Regions from separate parts of the Mus musculus genome. Here region 1 is linked to region 2. Evidence: chromatin contacts called from public Hi-C data. All regions are on one chromosome and are shown on one strand. The core of a region is the stretch at or near the end of the contact, and the rest is flanking DNA. Distances in the headings are between cores, read along the strand shown. Region 1 overlaps Lrch1 (leucine-rich repeats and calponin homology (CH) domain containing 1). Region 2 overlaps Lrch1 (leucine-rich repeats and calponin homology (CH) domain containing 1).

Evidence for each region. Hi-C and Micro-C count contacts between places; a contact is called where the count stands out from the background.
Region 1: a Hi-C map of Th2 cells shows a contact between it and region 2, with 1.7 times the contacts expected there. The contact joins two enhancer-like sites. A contact is called at or near these places in 1 of 15 datasets of contacts at CTCF or cohesin (large pre-B cells), 8 of 484 Hi-C or Micro-C datasets (B cells, the C10 cell line, CD8 T cells and 5 more), 1 of 115 datasets of contacts at active chromatin or transcription factors (the HPC-7 cell line) and 1 of 9 other capture datasets (embryonic stem cells).

Annotation. Positions count from the first base shown.
Region 1 is chr14:74,839,945-74,844,014 of GRCm38.p6, forward strand. All of the region lies in intron 2 of Lrch1 (leucine-rich repeats and calponin homology (CH) domain containing 1), which reads right to left. Among named protein-coding and RNA genes, the nearest start is that of Gm52135, 23 kb to the left of the region's middle. Within about 2 kb of position 1,932, at least 88 of the 459 cell types and tissues checked have an H3K27ac peak or open chromatin away from gene starts, as enhancers often do. A contact at or near this core is called in Th2 cells, where this site is marked.
Region 2 is chr14:74,765,155-74,769,255 of GRCm38.p6, forward strand. All of the region lies in intron 18 of Lrch1 (leucine-rich repeats and calponin homology (CH) domain containing 1), which reads right to left. Among named protein-coding and RNA genes, the nearest start is that of Esd, 35 kb to the left of the region's middle. Within about 2 kb of position 2,842, at least 2 of the 459 cell types and tissues checked have an H3K27ac peak or open chromatin away from gene starts, as enhancers often do. A contact at or near this core is called in Th2 cells, where this site is marked.

The DNA of each region.
Region 1 (4,070 bases), core at 682-3,181, 74 kb after region 2:
TAGGACCTGTTTAAGAAACTGGTTGGATAACGGTCCCCTTGGTATTCTGCTGGCTTTTCTCAAGCTCTGAGGAGAGCTCTACAGCCACCTCTAGGAAGACAGCTCAGTTAGTTATTCAAAGGTGGCAAGTACATAATTCACAAGGTAATTTGTGATTATGAAATATTTATAAGCATGTAAGCCGGGCACGGGGGTAGACACCTGTGACCCAGCACTTAGGAAGCCAAGGGAGAAGGAAGCCAGGGATAGACTGAGACCTGACTCCCAAAGCAGAGTAGTTTATAGAGATCTTTTTCACAAGGTGAAAACTGGCCAAAAAGAATGCTAACAAGGAAATTCTCTTAGAACAAAGGCATATCTCAACTTCCTGCTGAAAAGAGGATTGGGGGGTGGTAGGGATGGATATTTCCAGAAATTTCTACTCTCAAACCCATGCTGAAACCATTCCTATACTTCTGTCCAGGTCTTGCCACCCAATCAATGCAAGCACCTAACCAGGCCAGTGACAAGACTGACTGAGTCATTATCACAGCAGCCAAAAACAACTCTGAGAAGGCTCTGCTGTGCTGGTTCACTCTCCCTGGAGGTGTTTGAGGGCCAGTGCTGGCTTCAAACTGAGCAGTCTAAGCTTCTGGACCCCGGAGAGGTGGTTAAGTAGTTTAAAGTGCCTGCTGTCCTTCCAGAGGACTGAGTTCGACTCCCAGCACCTATGCTGGGGGGCTCCCAAGCACCTTTAACTCTAACTTCAGGACCACACTTTCTTTAACCTAAAAAGACATTCTCACAGACAGACAGACAGACAGGCAGGCAGGCAGGCAGGCAGGCAGGCACGCACACACACACACACACACACACACACACACACACACACACACACACTTTAGAAAAATCTAAGCTTATAAAACCATCCAAGGCCTCTCTGGTGGGTCGAATGAGTTTTATAACCAAAAGCTGCTTAGCCCACCCCAAGTCCATGGAGTTAACAATCTAGTTAATTAGCATGCACGAGCAGGGGCATGTTTCCTCTTAGCCACATCTGTTCCCTCAGCATCTGTCTCATATACTTTGTCACGAGGTATTTTTGGATTATTTGCAGTTTTCATGAGAGTCAAAGGAACCACACATGGGTAACAAAGACCCAAGGTCCCCAAGGGGAACATTCATAAAGGGGAGGGGCAACTGTGTCCCTTTAGCTCCATGTCCACTGCCTATGTCAGCAGTCTTAGCTTCCTGAAGCCATTCATCTGACACTTATTTCTCTCAGGCAAGTCCAGGGGTCCCAAGCCTCCGCTTCTCTCCTTCAAGCCTACTGGCTAAAAAAAACGGATCCTTTATGAAAACAATGTTTACGGATAAGGTCACACAGTACCTGATAAGGTAAAGGCCAAAGTTCAATCTTAAATCTAACCAATGACACCTGTCTAAAAAGCTAATTTTCCTTGATTACAAAGGAGTTGATTTGCAGTGAAAAGGGCTTCTTGAGCTGATAAAGAATCGCAGGTTCAAATGTGGTGCCCCAGGATTCCCTGTCCTCGCTGCAGGAGAGCCTGTGTGCCTCCTCCTGCCACTGTCCCTGCCCTGCCTGGGTAAACAGGACAGGGAGAGAGGAGAGGGACGAAGGCCTGGCTCCTACCTGGTCCTCTGATGTCACTTTTTCAGTAACTCCTCATCATAAACCAAGTAACAGGGCTCAAAAACATCTCTGGCTTTTTTTGTTTCCTGCCAAATACACAGGATGGATTCTCACACACTAGCACCTTGCCCTTTCTTGTTGTGGTAAATACTTAATATTAATTTGGGGGTTTCTACCCCACCTTGCACCTTGGATCATTCAGTTCTCTGATAAAAGACACACAAACTTTTATATTTATAACAAGCCTTAGTCACATGGGTAGATATCAACCCTCTATGGCTTTCAGTATCTACTTCCCCTATCACTAACCCCGAGGATAGGACTTGCTGTGCTCCTGCTGAGACACACCTACTCTGACTGGGCAGCCCTCATGGCTAGTTCTTTTTTTTTTTTTTTTTTTTTTTTTGTTCATAGCAGTTTTATGCATAATAGCCAGAAACTGGAAACAACCCAGATGTCCATCAACTGAGAACGGATAAAGAAAATGTAGTTCATTTACACAATGGAATACTACTCACCTATTAAAAACAAGGACATCATGAACTTTGTAGGCAGATGGATGGAACTAGAGAATATCCTGAGTGAGGTAACACAGACCGAAAAGGACATGTATGGTATGTACTCACTTATAAGTAGATATTAAACATAAAGTGCAGGATATCTACACTACAATCCGCATACCTAATTTTCTTATGTGAAAATATTTCTCTGGGTGATAAAGATTTAGTGCTCACTAACGGAATGTATATTAGTCTTAAGTCCTGAAACATGTGCTGTTGTTGACATGTATCTGTACTCTAGCCTGTCTTTTTTTTTAATTAGGTATTTATTTCATTTACATTTCCAATGCTATACCAAAAGTCCCCCACACCCTCCCACACCCACTCCCCCACCCACCCACTCCCACCTCTTGGCCCTGGCATTCCCCTGTACTGAGGCATAGAAGGTCTACACGACTAATGGGCCTCTTCTTCCATTGATGGCTGACCAGGCCATCTTCTGATACATATGCACCTAGAGACACGAGCTCTGGGGGAGTACTGGTTAGTTCATATTATTGTTCCACCTATAGGGTTGCAGATCCCCCCAGCTCCTTGGTTACTTCCTCCAGCTCCTCCATTGGGGGCCCTGTGACCCATCCAAAAGCTGACTGTGAGCATCCACTTCTGTGTTTGCTAGGCCCCGGCATAGCCTCACAAGAGACAGCTATATCTGGGTCCTTTCAGAAAATCTTGCTAGTGTATGAAATGGTGTCAGCGTTTAGAGGCTGATTATGGGATGGATCCCCGGGTATGGCATTCTCTACATGGTCCATCCTTTCGTCTCAGCTCCAAACTCTGTCTCTGTAGCTCCTTCCATGGGTGCTTTGCTCCCAATTCCAAGAAGGGGCAAAGCCACTTGATCTTTGGCAAGGGAGCTAAAACCATCCAGTGGAAGAAAGACAGCATTTTCAACAAATGGTGCTGGCACAACTGGCGGTTATCATGCAGAAGAATGCGAATTGATCCATTCCTACCTCCTTGTACTAAGGTCAAATCTAAGTGGATTAAGGAACTCCACATAAAACCAGAGACACTGAAACTTATAGAGGAGAAAGTGGGGAAAAGCCTCAAAGATATGGGCACAGGGGAAAAATTCCTGAATAGAACATCAATGGCTTGTGCTGTAAGATCAAGAATCCACAAATGGGACCTCATAAAATTGCAAAGCTTCTGTAAGGCAAAAGACACCGTCAATAAGACAAAAAGGCCACCAACAGATTGGGAAAGGATCTTTACCTATCCTAAATCAGATAGGGGACTAATATCCAATATACAAAGAACTCAAGAAGGTGGACTCCAGAATATCAAATATCCCCATTAAAAAATGGGCCTCAGAGCTAAACAAAGAATTCTCACCTGAGGAATACCGAATGGCTGAGAAGCACCTGAAAAAATGTTCAGCATCCTTAATCATCAGGGAAATGCAAATCAAAACAACCTTGAGATTCCACCTCACACCACTCAGAATGGCTAAGATCAAAAATTCAGGTTGACAGCAAATGCTGTCGAGGATGTGGAGAAAGAGGAACACTCCTCCATTGTTGGTGGGATTGCAAGCTTGTACAACCACTCTGGAAATCAGTCTGGCGGTTCCTCAGAAAATTAGACATAGTACTACCGGAGGATCCAGCAATACCTCTCCTGGGCATATATCCAGAAGATGTTCCAACCGGTAAGAAGGACACATGCTCCACTATGTTCATAGCAGCCTTATTTATAATAGCCAAAAGCTGGAAAGAACCCAGATGCCCCTCAACAGAGGAATGGATACAGAAAATGTGGTACATTTACACAATGGAGTACTACTAGCTATTAAAAAGAATGAATTTATGAAATTCGTAGGCAAATGGATGGACCTGGAGGGCATCATCCTGAGTGAGGTAACTCAATCACAA
Region 2 (4,101 bases), core at 1,592-4,091:
GGGTTTCTCCCCGAGGGCCAGCAGAGTGTCAACAGTCTTTCGAATGTGACGAAAATCCAACTGCAGGATGTCATACGGAGAGCACAGGTCGGCCTAATCCGAGGGCAGCCATTAGAACAGAAAGAGAGTGCATACAATTAACACCACACGGAAGAAGCACCGGAAAGAAGCACACATTTCTGCTTACTAGCAAATAGCAGGAGTCAACCCTTACTTCAAGTTCTTAAGTCCATGACAAAAGTAGAGCCCCCAGTGAGCCCTATGTAAACTGGACAGGAACCTCCATCCACCATCACACCCCACCACCGCAGGCTGTGCAATGTGCACACTGCTCTTGAATTGGAACAGTCTTAATATTCAAGTGGCCTTATGTGCTCCAAGTGGCATTATGTGCACATCAGTGGCACAAAAGTGTGAGCTTTTCATTCATCACACCTAGAGCTTAAACATTACTAAGGGAAAAATACAAAATCTAAAGTTGAATCTCCAATCCTCTTTTCTTTTCTCTTTTCCTTTCTTTTTTCTTTTCTTTTCTCTTCTTTTCTTTTCTTCTGGAGTCAGGGCTTCATGGTATAGTTCAGAATGGCCTCAAATTCAAGAGCCTCCAAACTTGCCTTCGGGGCCCTGGGATGATATAACAGAAGAGTCTAAAGGAGGCTTCTGAGATGTGCAGTAGGAAAGCCTGGCACATAATAGGTTATTATCTAAATCCCTTCACTACTCTTCAAAGACAGCAGGATGCCTCTGCTCCCATGTTTTATCTCTACTTATGTGGAATTTATGTGTCATAATTGGCTGTTGAGATTTCTGGGCAGCCCTCACAGCCTGCTGCTATCAGGATTCAGCTTCCATATGCACTGAGTTTGCAAACCAGGAGGTGGCCTGGAACTTACTATGTAGACCAAGCTGGCCTTGAACTCACAGAGATCTGCCTGCCTCTGCCTTGAGAACTGGGATTAAAAGGTATGTACTACTGCCAAGTCTGAACCAGGATTTTAAGTCATGGAGTTCAAAATTAATAGGAATTATAACTGATATGCCAGTAAGAAAGATAAGTTGTATTTTGCTTTCAACTTAAAGATTGACAATATCTGTGACATATTTCACAAATACAATTTCCAAGTGAGCAAAGCATTTAAAATGCATATTATATGTATATATACTTTTAAATATTTTGCTGGGGTATTAGCTTTTTATTGTAACTTCCTTGTTAAGTACAGCAATCTCAAATGAAAGGCTACTCTGAGTCCAAGGGCTCATGTTGCCTGTATCCTCTGGGTTCAGCCTGATACCCTCAGGTAAAATACCAGGTGGGCTGATGATAATGGAAATCCTTTATGATGGTAGGATAATTTAAAGATTTATATGTGCAAGCTCTCTCTCTCCCTCCTTGCCTCTCTCTCTCTCTCCCTCTCTCTCTCTCTCTCTCTCTCTCTCTCTCTCTCTCTCTCTCACACACACACACACACACACACACACACACACACACACACACACCAGAAGAGGGTAGTGGATGCCTTGGAGTAGAAGCTAGTGGCTTGGGTCCTGGGAACAGAACTCAGGCTCTCCTAAAGAGCAGTTAGTGCTCTTAACCAATAGACCATCTCTCCAGCACCAACAAGAGATATTTTAAGATTAACAAATCATGTTAAATCTAGCCAATCTCACACATTTTCACAGTAGATCTCAGAGAACCAAGATACCACTGTTAAAGAGACCACCCAAGAATTAAAACAGCCACAAGTAACCTGGATCTTCCTGGGGACCAGATGCTGGCCAAGGATTAATAGATGGGAAATAGCTCCTTCCCACAGAGAAGGTTTCTACTGCAGGAAGAACGCTCTAGTACAATGCTGTGCTTGACCAGTCAAATCTAAGAAAAGCAGACATAAGAGACATAAACACAAACTGAAATGTGACTTTCTCCGGCTATTTCCATGGCAGAAGCAAGCCACTTTGCCAAGGGTGGTGACACTGACTTATGTAGGGGCCAGCCAGGGATATGTAACAAGACTGTCAACAAAACAAAAGCCAAGCAAGAACACCAAGGAACACCAGCAGTCAGCTCTGTAGTATCACTGCAGCACTCAGACTGCCTTGCAGTTTGGGGGGGTATTTCTTCAGGTGAGGTGGGCACTCTCAGAAGTCTACTTCTGGGGAAGTAAAGGGCTCAGACCGTCCCTTTCATTGAAGAAACAATCCTACTACGTCATAGAAGCTAGGCTTAATTAAAGCAGATAAACCCAGAGTCTCAGATTACGGTCGTTTAAGTTAAATTATAATCTCTAAGGAAGAAAAACAAAAACAAAACAATCAGGACTAACTAAGTCTGGTTTTGAGGCAAATGACTATGGAACGTGGTGGGCTGCTGCAGCCATCTAAGACCTGGTCTCTAACTCAGTCCCACAGCATGTATCCATGAGGGCTGTAGCTCCAGCCCTCAAAGTGATGCTAACCATGAAGGAAATCCCTGAGAGAACTGGAGTTTTCCTGACCTGTTGTACTTTCCCCAAACTAGCATTAAATAGGAAATTCTGGGGTTATAATACTTTTTTATCTTTGAGAATTAAATCAGAAAACGCTAAAGCAGGGGATTTGCAGAAGCTACACGCCCTCTTTTTTTTTTTTTTTTTTTTTTTTTTACACAATACTCGTAATGACTGAAAACATTTGCAAAACAGTTAATTCACTCAGAACTCCTTTGAGTCAAATGTTGATTTAATTTCCCACTATAGGAGGCAGAGAAAAAAAACTCACAACCAGCAGAGCCTAAGAAATAAGCTTAGATTAAACACAAGTGTGTGACTGAAATTGCTAGCAAGGATTGACTCAGACTCTCCAAACAGGATGGGCTCCCTCACAGAAGAGAGACAGATCTGGCAAAAGGCCTACTTGTCATAGACAATCTGGATGTCTGCCTGTCTTTAAAAAAAAAAAAAAAGTGATATCTTTTTTCCTTTGAGGCAGGGTCTTACTGTGGATCGTAGGCTCATTATGTATACTAGATAGGTCTGGAAACCACAGAGCTCTCTGCCTGCCTCTGCCTCCTGAGCCAGCACCACCAGCTAAATTATTCATGAGTGTTCTTTTACTGTATGTTAGCTGATGTGATGTGATGTGATGTGATGTGATGTGATGTGATGTGATGTGTGTGTGTGTGTGTTGTGTAATATGGACTTTGGTTATATTTACTCTTCCAGCTAGTCCCCTTCTTCCACCCAAAGTGCCTGCCCCATCTACTTCCACATTTACATCATCATCATCACCACCACCACCACCATCATCATCATCATCCAGCTTCTGTGTACAGGAAGCAGCATGTATCTGTCACTCTGAGTCTGGCTTATTTATGAAATGACAATCACCAGTTCCATCCATTTTCCTGCACAACAACATCAAATTGTTCTACTCTGTCGCTGAAGGCAAAGAGCATGGTGCAGATTCTTCACATTTTCCTCACCGACCGTCTCTGATGGGTGCCTAGGCTGACCCCAAGCTTGCCTACTGGAGCCTACAGTGCCCCCACTGGTGTACGAGTCTCTCTGTGGAATGCTGGTGCTCCCGCCGGTGTATGGGGATCTCTGTGGAATGTTGGCCTGGGTTCCTTCAAGCTGGGTCATGAGGACATTTTCCAGGCTTCTGAGGAGCTGCCATCCTGACTCCCACCGCCATTTCCACCCTCACTGGGGTCTTTGCTCATTTGGCTCTTTTCTTAATGACGGCTATTCTGACAGTGATGGTTTTGTTTTAAAAGTCCCTTCCAGGTATCTGCTAGCCACCTGTACCTGTGAGAATGACCTCCTCCTCCACTCACGTGCCTACTCCTTCATGGAACTTCTCACTCCTTTAGCGTTCTATTGTTGGTCGCGTTCTCTCCATATTCTGGCTATTAATGTCTGTCTGCTGAGCTGTTGGCAAAGGCTTTCTGCACTTCCGTGGCTGTGAAGGACTCTCTCTAATCTGACAAAATATCGTACTGGTCAGTTGTTGCTGTCAATCTGTTTCTTTGTCTCTCTGTCTCTTTCTGTGCCTGCTGATCAGGATTGCAGCTCTCGACTACTTCTCTAGCGCCCTGCTTGCCTGAATGCTATCATCTTCTCC